Regions from separate parts of the Mus musculus genome. Here all the other regions are linked to region 1. Evidence: chromatin contacts called from public Hi-C and HiCAR-type data. All regions are on one chromosome and are shown on one strand. The core of a region is the stretch at or near the end of the contact, and the rest is flanking DNA. Distances in the headings are between cores, read along the strand shown. Region 1 overlaps Npas3 (neuronal PAS domain protein 3). Region 2 overlaps Egln3 (egl-9 family hypoxia-inducible factor 3). Region 3 overlaps Akap6 (A kinase (PRKA) anchor protein 6).

Region 1 (4,870 bases), core at 677-3,176:
GGGACAGACGCTTTCTTTTAAAATGTACTCTATCTCTCCATAGAGACCTTGTTAGGCATGTTAGCTATCGTAACGGGCTGGGTCTGAAGCAGAGTGGTTTGTTTGTTTGTTTGTTTGTTTGGTAATAGTTCACAGTTAACTATTATGCTGAAGCATCCCTTCCTCTATTCAGGAGCCCATTTTCCTTCCCCAGCTCACATCAGAGCAGGGATACCCAGGGTCAGTAGGAATGACTTTACAAGGAGCATCTTCAGGAATGTGCCCTCCATGGCTGCGCTTACATGCTGTTAGTCTCTTTCCTACCCTCAACGTGCAGGTATTTAACTCCGGACTGGTACTAACTTCAGAGCTAATACTGAGCTGTTCCGCATCGATGCTTTCAGCAGGTGACTTGGACTGACAGTGTAAAGAAAAAAAAAATGTGGGAGAAAATTACCATTGTACTTTAGAATTTCTCTGATTGTATTGACTGATTGTGCTGTCATAAGAGCACTGGGAACCGGCAGGGGCTGTGGCCACTGAAGAGACACAGAATCCTTTTCAGAAAGAGCTTGTCTGATGGTTTTTGCATGGCCAAATATTTCAAAATGATAATAATGTTTAACGTGAGGTTTTAATTTGAGACTTGTGAAAAATCCCTGCCTTCTACAATTTGTCTTTTTGAAGCGTCTGCTTGTGGGAGGTTTTTTGTTGTTGTTGTTGTTTGGTTTTTGGTTTTGGTTTTGGCTTTGGTTTTGGTCTTTTAATGTTCCTCCTATCCCACAGGAAAGCATCGAACCATTCTCTTCAGATTCTGTCAGGAAAAAAAAAAGTGAAAATGTTTAAGTTTGCAAGAAAGTTTTATAAACATTTAAATTTTGTCAAGGAGTTTTATTTGCTGGACAGTGACACAGAGAACTTATTGAGAGACTCAAGATAACTAAAACTCTTTTCTTTATGTAACTGTCTCATATTCTTGATTAAAGCGTTTTCCAAAGAAGAAAATTTTTACCAGTCACAGATATTATTCTGAAATCTTCTAAACTGGAATTGAATGTATATAAATTTATACACTTTAAAATATCAAAATTATTATTAAAAACAATTACAGATATATTTCTAGTAGTTTGGTGGTAGAAAATAGTGCTTACTGAGAATGTGTCATGTGTCAGGTGCTGTGCTAAGTACTCGAAGGGATTGAATTCACTCCTCTAGTCAGATGGTGAGGGACCCCAGGTGCGGTGAAGTTGAATAACTTGGCTTTGGCTGCGTGCCCAGAGCTCTATATGAGGTGACCCAGGCTCAGATGCACAAACGCTATGTGTTCTCTTTCACATGAAAAGCATGGGCTCTAATTTTTATGCGTGTTCACTCTGTGAGCATGGATGTATGTCGAATGTATGAATGTATGAGTATGCAAGCACAGGCTCCTGACTCAGAACTCGATGCTCCTCCAGCAGCCAATTCACTCATTCCTTCTGTACTGGCGACAGAGAATTAAGACAATAATTCCCCTTTTCATGGTTATGCCATTAAGAATTTAATAGGACTTTTGATATAGAGCCATGAGAATTCTTCAGGGAATGGTTTAAGATGTGGAGGAAAAAAATGTATTGAAGAATTCTCTAAAAGGATAAGAGTCGAATTTAGCAGAGTAGAAGTTAGGTTTGGGGCAGAAGAAAATCAATCCAGATAAATGGGTCAGCATTCATCACTTGTTCAACAAATAGGTATTGTGCTAGGTGCCAAGCGTTGGGCCTGGCCCCTGAGAGTGCTGGGTGATTGATTTGTGTTAGGTTGACTCCCTGCAGGGATTATTCACAAACAACCTTCCCATGTAAATAGGAACTTTAATTACAGAAGAGAAGGGTTAAAGTCTTTCTGGTTGGACTGTGGTGTGGAGTTTTGTTTCCCTGCAAAACGGAGCAGGCTCTGAAGCAGTGTAACAAACCAGCAGGAAGCTGCATTCCACGGGATTTCTATGGGGACCACAGAGACTCTGTTCCAATGCTTAGGGCAGTGGTTTGAAGTTTAAAGTAGCTTCAGGCTAAAGTGGGAGCTGGATAGCCCCACTCAACTAAACTGTAAAACTGAAACCATGCACAATGTAAATAAAACTGGGTCCATAGCTTCCTGCTCATCTGGAGGCCTTATCAAGGCCTTGCTTACAGTTTCTTTTTGTTAAAAGAGAGAAAATAGTGGGAAATTGGGAGTATTGTGCCACACTGAAAATCTAAATATCTGTTTCTTTATTTGCACTATAACTTTTTTTGTCTGTTCAGTTAGAGGCAAATTGGGGAAAGCAGACCCTTCAACCTCCCTCCACCCCCCCCCCCAAAGAATCAACTCACAGGAAAAACAATACTTTCTGTATCAGACTTAGGCTCAGCCTGTCGAGGAGAAAGGAAGTCATGTTCTGAGATGAGTTTGTTTAGTACTTAGCTTCTGTCTGCCCTCTGTGAAGTACTTAGTATCTCTTGTATGCCTGATCAACAATGGATGCTATCTGTTAGTGGGAGAATCTCCCTGTCTTCTGGTTCCCCTGACACATTCGATGGTTAAGTTTACTAGGTGCCACCTTACTAGGTCTCTGGTCCTTCAGTTGCTGCAGCTGCTGAGGTGGTCATTGACATAAGGGTTGGCTTCCCTGGTCGGTAACCTGTGAGTCTTGTTGGATAACAGGCTTCTCAGTTATCACCATTGAAGTTCTTTGTTTGTTTGTTTGTTTGTTTGTTTTCGAGACAGGGTTTCTCTGTATAGCCCTGGCTGTCCTGGAACTCACTTTGTAGACCAGGCTGGCCTCGAACTCAGAAATCTGCCTGCCTCTGCCTCCCAAGTGCTGGCATTAAAGGTGTGCACCACCACTGCCTGGCACCATTGAAGTTCTTAATGGTATTGAATTTGGGCCCCATCTTTTTATTTGTGCCAGGATCTGCAAGTCCTATGGAGTCATATGGCATATTGTCTTCCGGTATGGGCTTCTTTCCCACAGGACATCACGCCACAGACTTCAGCCTTTAGCCAGTCCCAATGTCACCTTGCCTCATCTCTGAAACCTGTTAGAGTCCCTAGACACGCATTAATCAGCACAGCTCCCCTTTGTGTGTGCTTCTGTGGTAGCCTGAGTTCTGCCCTGTCCTGAACTCTTGGTGGATGTTTCTGTTTCCCTCAGTGCATAGTGGGTTCTTAGAGGGAGATTAGGAAACATCTAAGCATTCTGTATTCCTTTCTATTCCGTTTTGTGACCAGTCCCTGCCACTACTCTGTAAATGCTTGTTAAACTGAAGTGAATTAAATAATCTGCCCTTTTAACTGAAAGTACAGAAATTTACATTTAATGTAAAGTCTCTTTGATAGACACATCGCCTTCATTGCGGCTCTCTTCTAATGTAGAATTATGGCGCTGGCCCCTGTGGAACAGCAAGAGAGAGAAGGATTGGTATACATTTGATTCTGCCTCACTTATAAATTTGGGGGGGGGGGTGGGAAATACCAATGAAGTCATTTGACTAATTTTAAGACGTTTAAAGAATATGGAAATTGAGCTTAGGAGCGAAAGGTTAGCTGAGGGCGAGGCAAAAGCTTTTCATTTCACTGTGTGTATCTCTAAAGGAGATTGAAAGGCCTGGCCTGCTCCTCGCCACACTTCAAACTGTCCCCGGATTTCCTTTCAACATAATTTAAGTAGGACACTGTAACAGTTGAAATCATCTTAATTCTGTACTTTTCATACCATGAACATTTCATAATATAGTTCTTTAAATCGCCTAAAATAGAATTTTCAACGCTTGATGTCTTCACAGGAAGTAGAACTCTAACAGTTCATATCCTGTCTACAAATTACAGGCCATGTTTATTAGGCACAAAAGAGGATTCAGATGGCTGTACCAAACGAGAATGCCACAAACAGCTTAGGCATCTTTCTAGACCCACTCAAGCTAGATAGAGAATTGATTTTCAACGCATTGTAATCTACTGAAGAGAAGGTCCCAAAGCATCTTCTTAAAGTATTCAAGACAAGTGAAGAGCCGGCGAGCTAACAGGAAAGGAAAACATGGCGAGTGTACACACAACCATCTCTAGATACGCAGATACATTTAAGTCAGCCCACGGAGGACCACATCTGTTTAACATGGATTTGTACTGTAGAGATCTACAATTCTTGGGCTCTAAAACGATGTATCCATTCAGGAAAACAAAGGACAGTGCTAATTTTGCAAATATTTATGTATAAAATGGAGTCTGAGGGATGCACAGTTGTAAGGAATATGACTTTAAGGACAGAAGAGTGAGAGAAAAACATTCTTTGTGGTGTTATGTGGTAATAGAACATCGCTAGTTGCTCTATTGGGAGGAAGACACTCATTTCAGCTTGAGTTAATGCTTGCATGTGGGAAGTTTGAGACAATACTTAGTGTCTACCTATGCAGAGAGTGGTGTGCTCTCAGTAATGAAAATCTTTGCTTAGACAAGGAAGCAGCCTTGGGGAGAGTCTATGTCCCAGGAGCAGCAAACAATCCAAGCAAACTTCACCCAAACCTCTGGCCTTTTCCTGTATCTGTGAGAAGTGGGGTGGAGAGCATGACTGCCCTGCTGTGATTTCGTCTGCTTTTGCCATCTAGTGTTTTTTGGTTTTTTTTTTTTTTTGGTTTTTTTTTTGTTTTTTTTTTCCAGGTGGGATTTAATTTTTCTGCTGACTTTAGTCAGACTGAGAATTTGGGAACAGCATAGGTAAGGAAGAGCCCAGGGTTGTTCAAAACCCAGGTATACTCAGGCCAAGGCATTGGTTTGTCGCAGTTTCCTGTAACATGTTAATGTTAAGTTGGGAGGACTCAGAGACAACAAATCCTTGAAAACTGCAATCCTCTTCAATGTAGGCTGCTTACTGTGT
Region 2 (4,870 bases), core at 1,459-3,958, 750 kb after region 1:
CTAGACAGGCCAGGAATGAAACTGCCTTCCTTCAACTCCAAGATAAGCGATGAAGCAAGGTATGGTGGGTCAAGCCAGTAATCTTAGCACTTGGGAAATGGAGGGGATCCACAATACAAGGACAGCCTCCCTAGATCATACTGCGTTCAAGGCAGCCTAGGTAACTAGACTGTCTCCAAACAAACAAAACACAACAAAACAAGCAACAAAGGAAGAATTCTAAGTTCTTCTGAATTACCAAATATACCTTCCAACCCCCAACTGGATCAAAATGAGGACATCCATTCCTAAGCAGGAGGGAGCAAAATGGCAGCCACACCCTGATTTCCACTGAATCACACCTTCGATTCCAGTCAAGAGACAGTCAAGAGATTTCAGGGCTGAGAGTCCCAAACTTTGGCTTTCTCACGCCATTTATAGTTTAGGCATCTTTATTCTGAAGGGCTAGGGATTCTGGGCTCCTAAGTGTTATCCATAGTTGGAATATATATATGTGTGTGGGAATTTTTTGGAGACTCGGCAATTTGGAAGACACTCCAGATTTGCAATCACCAAAGTGACCATGAATCTTTTTTTTTCCTTTCTCCTAACCTATGGTCATCACAATTTACTTTCCCCTTGATTTAGAAAAAGGGAGGAAATCAGCTCCAAGCTTCCTTCCATCTAGAGTCTGAAAAATGAAGTTTATTGGCACAAATAATAGAGAAGACATAGACGTGTATGGCATGGTTGCTCCCCCGAAATCTCACAAGTGAATTAAAATGGTTGTTCCCTGTTAGCTTCAGCAACAAATACATAAGCTTGGGTTTGATCAACCGAACTCTTGCTAACAGAGGAACTGGGAAAAGACCCACACTCTTCCTCATGAACTTCCCATGGTAGCTCTCATGATGCAAACTCCTTTATCTCCTAGCAAATCATATGTGCTTTAAAATAATTACACACACACACACATACTGACATCCACTGAGTTCAAAATTCCTTTCAAAGATGAAATGAAGCTAGCCATAATCTTACGGAACTGTATAATACAAAGCACAGTGGTCTCTGAATTCAGGAACTTCTAAATTGAAGAGAGGCAGAACAAGTCCTGGGGCCACCTAGGCAGGAGACAGAGGATAGACTTCCCAAGACAGGCATTACATGGCCTGGGAACTATAGAGTAGAAGACAATGGAGAGGCAAGCTGGCTGTGCCTAGCAAGTCTCTTTCCAGCATTTCAGGGTATAGGAATGAAGGTAGTTGGGGAAGATTAAGGGTAAAAGGGCCAGGAGGTCAGACAGAAAAGGCCTCTAGGATTCAGCAGAGGCTCAAAGGGTTATTACAGTGGATAATGGGAAGGGAACGGCTCTGGTTATTATCCTGCTTTTAAGAATAGGAACTCCAGACCTAGGGGAGCCTGCACAACCAGATTCTAGCAAAGGCAGAGGGAGGGATTAACAGAGAAAGAAGGTGAGAAGCCAAGGCAGCCACTCTTCTTCCTTAAGGATGTCTACTGAAGACAGAACATTCTACTTGAAAAGAAAACCAGGAAAACTTGCAGTTCCACGGTGAAGCTGTGAGCTACATACTGTTACAACAGCAACATGGGCCCGGTTCTGACCTGTGTGTCCCTGGCTAAATGGTGAAGAGAAGGTTTGATGGTCCATTCAAATCACTCAAAGTAACCTACAAAACAAGGTGAGTATGGAAAAAGCTGGGTTTTGTTTGCTTAAAAAAAAAAAAAAAAGACAAAATTGTCAAGAGGAGGGAGCAGTTTTGTATACTGTCCCTGAGGTTGGGATGAGCTGGCTAGAGAGAGGTGCTTTATCATTCATCCAGTGAGTACCAGAGGCAAGCCCAGGACAACATGCAAACAACGCCTCCAAACAGCCCCACAGCTTCACGGTCTCCCATTAAAGTCAAAACCAGGCTTCGCTGGCACTTGGAACTGGGTTTCCCATTTTGTCTTCTGACTGGCAAACAATCCAGACTACGATCACATCCTTCAATTATACGGACGTGGAGGTTATTTTGGTTTTGAAAGGCAAAAAATAATTAACATAAGACACACGCGTTATTTTAGTGATTTTTCTGGTTGATGTCACCAAATACCTGACAAGAAGCATCTTAAGATAGGAAAGGTTTGCTTTGGATTAAAATTTGAGGGAATTCCTGGCCAGGGAAGGCATAGAGAGTGGGGAGCTGCTGCTCAATTGCCGACAGCCAGGAAGCCAAGAGTACATAGTACATGAGGGTTTCCAAACCACGAGACCCTCCCCCAGTGACCCACTTCCTCCAGCAAAGCTCCACTTTCTAAAGGTTTTACAACTTTACAAAACAATGCCAACTCGGGAATAAATGTTCAAACACCTAAACTTACGGAGGGGGTAGTTTACATCAAAGCGACAACCCATATTTACTCTAAAACTTGGGCAACATTATCGATGTGGCTTCTAAAGAATCAAAAATTGGCTTGCCTTAATAAGGATGCATCGATGCTGTTCTGAGCATAGGGGATACTGGGCAAGCGGCCAAATAAACCCCAATTCAAAACCTGAGGGGCTACATTTAACAGTGTAGAGCAGGAGTCAGTAAGGCTGAGATGAGCAAGGGGTAAGAGATGCACAGTTCACCAAAACCATGGGCAGAAACTCATCCACAAGAGGAGGCAAACTGAAGCAAGTGCTATTCTGGGTGAAGATAGAAATAACCGAGAGAAAAGGGTACAAGTCCTATGTATAATTAACCAAGCTCACTAATCTTACTTGGCAAACACCCACAGAGCTACGAATCCAAGCCAAATCAATGGTTCCTGGCCATCTGCCAAAGTTGGATTCTTTCGTCTGGCATCATAAAATGATCTGTCTGTTGTATTTACAATCCCAGTACCTCTGGATTCAGTCACCCACTGGGCACCCCTGGCAGATACCCAGCGGAAAACATCAGAACTATCATTACTGTCAGAACGTGTGCATTTGACAAACACCGGAGGAAAGTGACAGATATCTCGAAGCATTAGTTAACGGCCACAAAGTACTGCTGCAGAGGAAGCGTCAAATCTGTGGCTAAAATAACTTTAAAAAACAAAAACAAAAATGAGTAGCCTTGTCCACTGTGCGAACTTGTTCACTACTCTTCGGTCTTCAATAGGCTCGAGTCAAATGTTCTTTGTTTACCCAGCATCAGAGAATTCAGCCAAAAGTAGAGATGCCGAGCAGACCAAAGTCCCAGGGGAGCAGCCTTCTGAGCCTTGCCCTGAAGGACGCATCGTACTGTGGCGTTTGAAGGTGCTCACCTGGCAGTGCCGTTCAGTAAAAGTCTTCAAGCCTCGGCATATTGTCTCCCATATAAGGCGTGCTCCCAGGATACAGTCCTGGGATGCAAAACTATTTTTATTATTAGGAAAAATCTAGTTTTCCTAGCCAGAGTCAGGAGTGAATTTACCAAATTTGCATTAAGCTGTCAGAAAGAGAAACAGTTTCCTGACATCCAAGAGCCCTTTATAGAGATAGGCAATTAAGCACCATGAAGATGCTTAGCATTTTCAGTCTGAGCCATATTTAAAAATTTCAGATAAAAAACTGAATGCACATGGCAGAGTTCACCAGCCAGTCCTGGGCCACATGACTCATGATGACCCAGCCCTAGCCTTGGAGGCACCTGTTCCCACAAGCCCTACCATGAAATCTCCCTCACTCCTCTTACCAGGGCTGTGTTCTATAAATGACTTCCTCAGACAGTTTAAGATTTTGACCACAGAGACACTGCAAATCTCTGCTCTCTAAGGATCACACCTTGTCATGGGCTCAAGCAACCGTATTTGTGACAAACAATTCTCTATGCTTGCACCACCCCAACCAGGTCTCCTAGTTCCCCAGAGCTAAGGTCAAAACAGTGAGTGCAGCTTTCCCCAGGGCAGTGGAAGCTGGGAAGCTGGGCTGCTGTTCAAGCTTCAGGCCATCTTACCTAAGAGCTGAAGCAGCCGGTGCAAGGCATCACCATGAGCCATGCGTGTGGAGCAGCAGCAAAGGCTGGGTTAGAAGGATGAAGGGGAAGAAACGCAGAACAGAAATGGAGAAAAAAGAAAGGTCTCAAAACTCAGAGAGCGCAGGGCGTGGTGGCACAGACTTTAATCCCAGCACTCGGGAGGCAGAGGCAGGCGGATTTCTGAGTTCGAGGCCAGCCTGGTCTACAGAGTGAGTTCCAGGACAGCCAGGGCTATACAGAGAAACCCTGTCTCAGAAAACAAAAAAAAAAAAAAAAGAAAAAAAAAAACTCAAGAGAGCTCACACCAGCTGGGTAGGAAGGCTCGAGATTTTATTGCCCACCCCCCCACCCCCCACCCCCGTTCTCTGAGACTCCTGACTGCTTTTCCTGCACTTGTGTCTTGAGAGAAGTCAGATCAGCAAGGTACATCTTCCCATTTTTGCTTAGAGTCATTTCCAACCAACATAAGTTCCATTAAGTAACAAGCATTCTTAACAATACCAGAAGGGCAGGCCAAACAGCTGCTCCACTAGGGGAAAGCAAGCCCAAGCCCCCACCCCCACCCCCACCCCAGGCTACACACTCTTGTTCATTAGCCTCCTGCTGCTCAGTCCTCTGTCTTGTCACAAGGAAAGGACTGATCTGTCTGCTCACAATACAACCTTTTTAACCCCCTTGCCCACAGATGCCCTGGTCAGGGTCCTAACAACCAGTCTAGCAATGCTTGCCTAAAACCAACACTGGAAGAACTAACTCAGCACTTCCCTTGCACCTCAGATGCACTCAAGTGGCCCACACCATATCCACAGTGTGTGATGTGTGTCTCATGGCTTGAGACACAGTTAACGAGGAACTAGACTAGCCTACAGTTCACATGTATTTGTGAGTATAAGCTGGCTCAC
Region 3 (4,870 bases), core at 1,165-3,664, 530 kb before region 1:
CTGGCTGTGTGCAGACATGGCAGAAACTACTCGAAGTGGGTGGCAGTATAAAGGTCTGAGGAGAGGCCTCCCTCCTGTCCTCTCAGACACCAGCTCTCTGCTCTTTCTTGATATCATCACACGATTATCCCAAGTATTTAAAAACAGCTACACATATGTGCGGTGCTTTGTGCCCAGCTTAAACTAGCAACAGATCAAAAGCAGTAACTATAACACAACTTTATCCTCTTTGGATGGCTTTAACAGTATTTCCATCTGGGGTACTCTGTGATTTTCTTTAAGCAATCCTTTATGCTAGACCCTTAGGTTATGTGTAGTCTTCTATCTCCAACGATGCTTCTGTGCACATGCTCAGACCTTAATCATCTTGTTTGGTATGAGCATGTCCTTACATTCAGACTTTCTGGCTAAAAAGGCTATACACGTTCAAAACTTTCATCTATTACTAGATTGTCTTTGGAGACGATGCGGTGTGTGCTCCGTGCTGAGCACGCCCACTGCCGTCTGCTGTTGAAGCTTGTTGCACACTGCTTAGCCTTGTCCATGCGGTGGTTAGCAGGGATGACCACTGTGCTTCCAGCATTTGGGGTGGGGTTGTCACCTTCTCCATGTTTGGGGGCATCGTTTGCATTTCTTTCCTTGGGTCTGTCTGCTCATTATCTGTGTCTGGTCTTCTGTTGGGTCATTACTATTCTACTTCTGGATTTACATGCATTTCTTAAATACCAAAGGAAGCAGTCCCTTGTCTGTGCCGTGAATGGAAAATATCTCGAAAGGAAACCATCAAGAAGTCTCTTCCAAACGTACAGGGACATCTCAACAATTTGTGCCTGTACTTAGGCAGACTTGGGAAGCCATGCTGGACCTCTGCACCTGGCAAAACCAGGCATGAAAATCAAAGCTAAAACCTTAGATATAGAGGGTCGAGTTTAAGATCAAAGAGTTTGTAGGTGGATTCGGAGATTAAGAACATCAGAGCAAGCCGGGCGGTAGTGGCACACGCCTTTAATCCCAGCACTCAGGAGGCAGAGGCAGGCGGATTTCTGAGTTCGAGGCCAGCCTGGTCTACAGAGTGAGTTCCAGGACAGCCAGGGATACACAGAGAAACCCTGTCTCTAACAAAACAAAACAAAACAAAACAAAACAAAACAAAACAAAAACCCAAGAACATCAGAGCAGTGGGAATGGAATACTGGGTGAGTGGGAGTGGGTTGGGGGAGGGGGACAGGAGCAGATTACAGGGCGAATCAGGGGTTCACACCAAGAGCTGCTTTTGAGACTCGCTCATGTTCAGTCAGAAATGTCAGACAACATCTTTTTGTCTGCCCTGTTCTGGTCTATGGCACCCTGAACTACACCCAACTGAGTGTGGGAAAGACTCAGATGCAGGGAGGTGTGTAGATGGATGAATGCTTCTCCGCATGAGCCGGGCCTCCAGGCACTGCCAGGTGTGTGTGTGTGTGTGTGTGTGTGTGTGTGTGCGCGCGCACACCAAGCTACTGGGACATCATCACTCCACAGATGTAGCAGTGTGTAGTGTGGACTGAGGAAGCGCGATTCAGCCCCTGCCTTTCACTCAATGTCTAGTTAAAGAGAAACATCACGCTACACTCAGTGAGAAAAGCAAACAACGTGAGACAGCATAAAGCGAAAAGCACAGACCTCCACCCTGCCGACTAACCAGCCCAGGCAGTCTGCTCTGTGTTCTGTGGAGCCCTTTTATGTGAGACGAGCACACTTGCAAGTCCGTGTTGGATATAAGTCAGTAAAGTGCTTCCACAGACCTGTTTCCATCTGTATACAAAAGAACTCCGGTACATTCTCACAGCTCCTTAGTGTTTGATCACGTGGACATGCCCCGGCTTATTTAATTAAATCTTGTCATGATGGGCACTTTAGCTTCTTCCTTATTTCTGCTTTCTTTTTTCAAACCGTGCTCCACGAATATTCAGTCTAACACTGGCAGACAACCTTCTTGTCCTTTTCCAGGCAGCCTGCAGCAGCAGCTCAGGGACCCCATGTAATAAAAAAAACCTCTATCATCCTCTAGGAACAGCTTTCACTGTAGGTAATAAGAACCGAGGCAGATCCGTGTTTGTGCGTGGGAAATCTGAGTCCCCATTTACAGGTGGACTTTAAAAGCACAGCCTTTTGACCCTCTTTGTTCATCCTAGTATTAGTGCCTGCAATTTGTGTTGGCTGCCACAAGGTGGCAGAGGAGCACCAGACTCCACTTGTTCTCGAGGTCCCATCTTTATTGTGCCCTCGCCCGGATCTTCATAAACACAATTGGATTTAACTAGAGGACCGGACGTGTCTGGTTAGGAGAATGATCAGAAAATGCAGACGCACACGTCTCCCATCACCATCTAGATCTCTGTGCTTCATTTCTGATTCAATCGCCTTTATTTCTACCCCAAGAAAAACCAGCGTTCCCAAACACTTCTGACTGCTGGTCTTTTGCTGGCCCTCCTGTGTCTACCTCTGCTCCATTTTTCATTGCTTGAAGTTAAGAGATCACAAGAGTTTGTTTTTCACCTGCCGCTCACCTTTCCTGCTTCCCCTTCTCTGCTGAGATGACGGACAGCCATGGCCTAAGCAAGTTGAGCTTCCTTCACAAGAACAGGAGCTGCCTGCCGTGGGGCTGTGCTCCTCAGGAACAGGGCTCAGTCAGCCAGACTTCAAAGCCCAGAGCGTGCGTTGGGCCCAGTTGCCCACCACCCCCTTCAGCCTCAGGAGCAAGGCTACAGCTTTCTGAGTGCTCTGACGTTCCATTTGCTTGTCCCTTGGCTCCCATCAGTTTAAAGTGTGGCTGAGTGTTTAGCAGGATATGGTACCATTTCTCCTGTTTATCTGAAATACTCAGCACCCAGCCTGAGTCGTTTGCTGTGGTGGTGGTGGTGGGGTCTGTCAGGAACTACAGCATTCGGGCATTTTGCCTTTGCTTGTGACATGGAGGGGGCATAGGCAGAGAGGGAGGCTCATTTTGGCCATGTGACGGTCATAACCACATTCCAGTGCTCTCATGGTTCATTCTGTGTGTCTAGGAGACTCGTGTTACTTTTCCCAGTCAGGAAGAACTGCACTTCCTTCCTGCTTGGTTTAAGGGCTCTTAGGCCATAATATGTAACAATTCTCATGATTTTGAATATCGTTAGTGCCCAGTTTACTAACTTATAGCTTACTTTTTTCTCAGACAGTAATGGCTGCTTTTAACTAGATGATCAGAGAAGTGGTGAGCTTATTGAGCACAGCACATCCAGAGCTATGGTGTACTGAGCACTGAAGAAAAGTTTGCAGACAGGCCTTGCGTTCTGTGGGCCATGCACAGGACTGGCTGAGGGCATTGATTAAGGACCAGGGACTCACATCTTATCACATGGAATTTTGGGAACTTGAATCAGTTTATCTGGTATATATAGTAAAAACTTCAGATTTTTATATTAACCAGGAGAACATTTACCTATGGGATGACTTTTGGGAAGGTGACATTAGCAGTGGTAGGCGAGGAAGACTCTCCTATTTGGGCGACTTTTGCACATCTTCCTTGAGTACTTAAGAGTGTATGGTAGGAATGGCTCACATCTTCTTAAAGAAGTTGAAATTCTGTGTTTTGGCTAGTGAATCTGTGACAAGAAGGGGGAACCCGAAGGTTTCCTTTTGTTTGTAGGGGTGTGATTCATCTCCTTTGGCAAGATAAAGCAATTAAAAAAAACCACAATGGAAATAAAAATGATAATTCAGCTATTAGAAGGGTTAACATCTCTGCAGCTTTAATATTACTTCTTAAAAATATGAACATTGTATGACTAGACAGGATGTTAATAACTTGACATTACAAAAATTTATTAAATTTATTTTTAAAGTGGTTTGGTTCCCCCTTTTGAATGCATAAAGCGTGTGGGAGTTGGAATGGATCTGCCCCAGGCTGCCAAAACAAGATTTTAATGGAACCGGAGTCCTTCAGGGATTGTCCTAAATCCACATAATATTCTTAAGTCCTGGTGTTTGCACTGGGACCTGTGTATTAGCAGATGTACGTGTGAATAATATACGTATATCCATCCATCACCCTGGTGACTCCACATCCTTAAGGGCTGCCGCACATCAATTATTCCACCTCAGGGGGTAGAGAGATATTTGGGCTAGCATTGACCTTCTTTTCAATCAGGGCCTCCAAACAGTATGTTCTGGAAGTCAAATAGTCCCTTCAGACAGAACCTCTGTTTGAGCACGCGTTTGGCCTGATGTCTCCATGCTGAGGAGCTGAGGAGTCAATGTGATTACCTGTGTCAGGTGTGGAGGCAGCGTCCGGGCAGCGAATGAAAATCCCGTCACTCAGAGTCACGGTCAGCATTCAGAGTCTCACCCATCTATCTCCATCTTGCATAAGTTATTAGCCAGTCTATCAGGGAAGAGCGTCAACCTCACTGAGCTGCTCTCTCTCTCTCTCTCTCTCTCTCTCTCTCTCTCACACACACACACACACACACACAGTCTTTGAAATAAATTATAGATTGAGGAGCTAGACTCACTTTCAAAGGCTTGGAGCCATTTTTATGAACTGAGATCTTGGGAGCAGCGTCTCTTTAGGAGGAACAAGGTTTTTGCCTTTTTAAAAAAATTTTTTTGTCTGTTTTCAAGAAAAAGACTTTTCAAACACGTGGTTTTAATTTTTTAAAAACACTTGGAAATTATTTCTTAAATGCACAAAGTTCTCTCCTTCAGTTTCTGATAGTTGAAGGTGTGTTCTAGATTGTTGTGACCGAGGAACCAATGACAAAGCCACTTCATTCTGTTGGGAAAATGTACAGTGACTGGCCGTTTATTTAATTGTGTGCTAAGTACCATATGATGAGAGGGTAAAGTT

Evidence for each region. Hi-C and Micro-C count contacts between places; a contact is called where the count stands out from the background. HiCAR-type assays count read pairs that join an accessible place to other places.
Region 2: a HiCAR-type map of astrocytes shows a contact between it and region 1, with 2.3 times the contacts expected there. The contact joins two enhancer-like sites. A contact is called at or near these places in 2 of 39 promoter capture datasets (the C10 cell line and hippocampal neurons) and 1 of 115 datasets of contacts at active chromatin or transcription factors (astrocytes).
Region 3: a contact with region 1 is called in a Hi-C map of neural progenitor cells, with 8 times the contacts expected there. The contact joins two enhancer-like sites. A contact is called at or near these places in 1 of 15 datasets of contacts at CTCF or cohesin (the NIH/3T3 cell line) and 1 of 484 Hi-C or Micro-C datasets (neural progenitor cells).

Annotation. Positions count from the first base shown.
Region 1 is chr12:53,446,390-53,451,259 of GRCm38.p6, forward strand. The region is part of intron 2 of Npas3 (neuronal PAS domain protein 3); the gene reads left to right. Among named protein-coding and RNA genes, the nearest start is that of 1700030L22Rik, 130 kb to the left of the region's middle. Within about 2 kb of position 1,927, at least 38 of the 459 cell types and tissues checked have an H3K27ac peak or open chromatin away from gene starts, as enhancers often do. A contact at or near this core is called in astrocytes and neural progenitor cells, where this site is marked.
Region 2 is chr12:54,194,838-54,199,707 of GRCm38.p6, forward strand. All of the region lies in intron 1 of Egln3 (egl-9 family hypoxia-inducible factor 3), which reads right to left. Among named protein-coding and RNA genes, the nearest start is that of Egln3, 6.6 kb to the right of the region's middle. Within about 2 kb of position 2,709, at least 48 of the 459 cell types and tissues checked have an H3K27ac peak or open chromatin away from gene starts, as enhancers often do. A contact at or near this core is called in astrocytes, where this site is marked.
Region 3 is chr12:52,916,912-52,921,781 of GRCm38.p6, forward strand. All of the region lies in intron 5 of Akap6 (A kinase (PRKA) anchor protein 6), which reads left to right. Among named protein-coding and RNA genes, the nearest start is that of Gm51971, 120 kb to the left of the region's middle. Within about 2 kb of position 2,415, at least 6 of the 459 cell types and tissues checked have an H3K27ac peak or open chromatin away from gene starts, as enhancers often do. A contact at or near this core is called in neural progenitor cells, where this site is marked.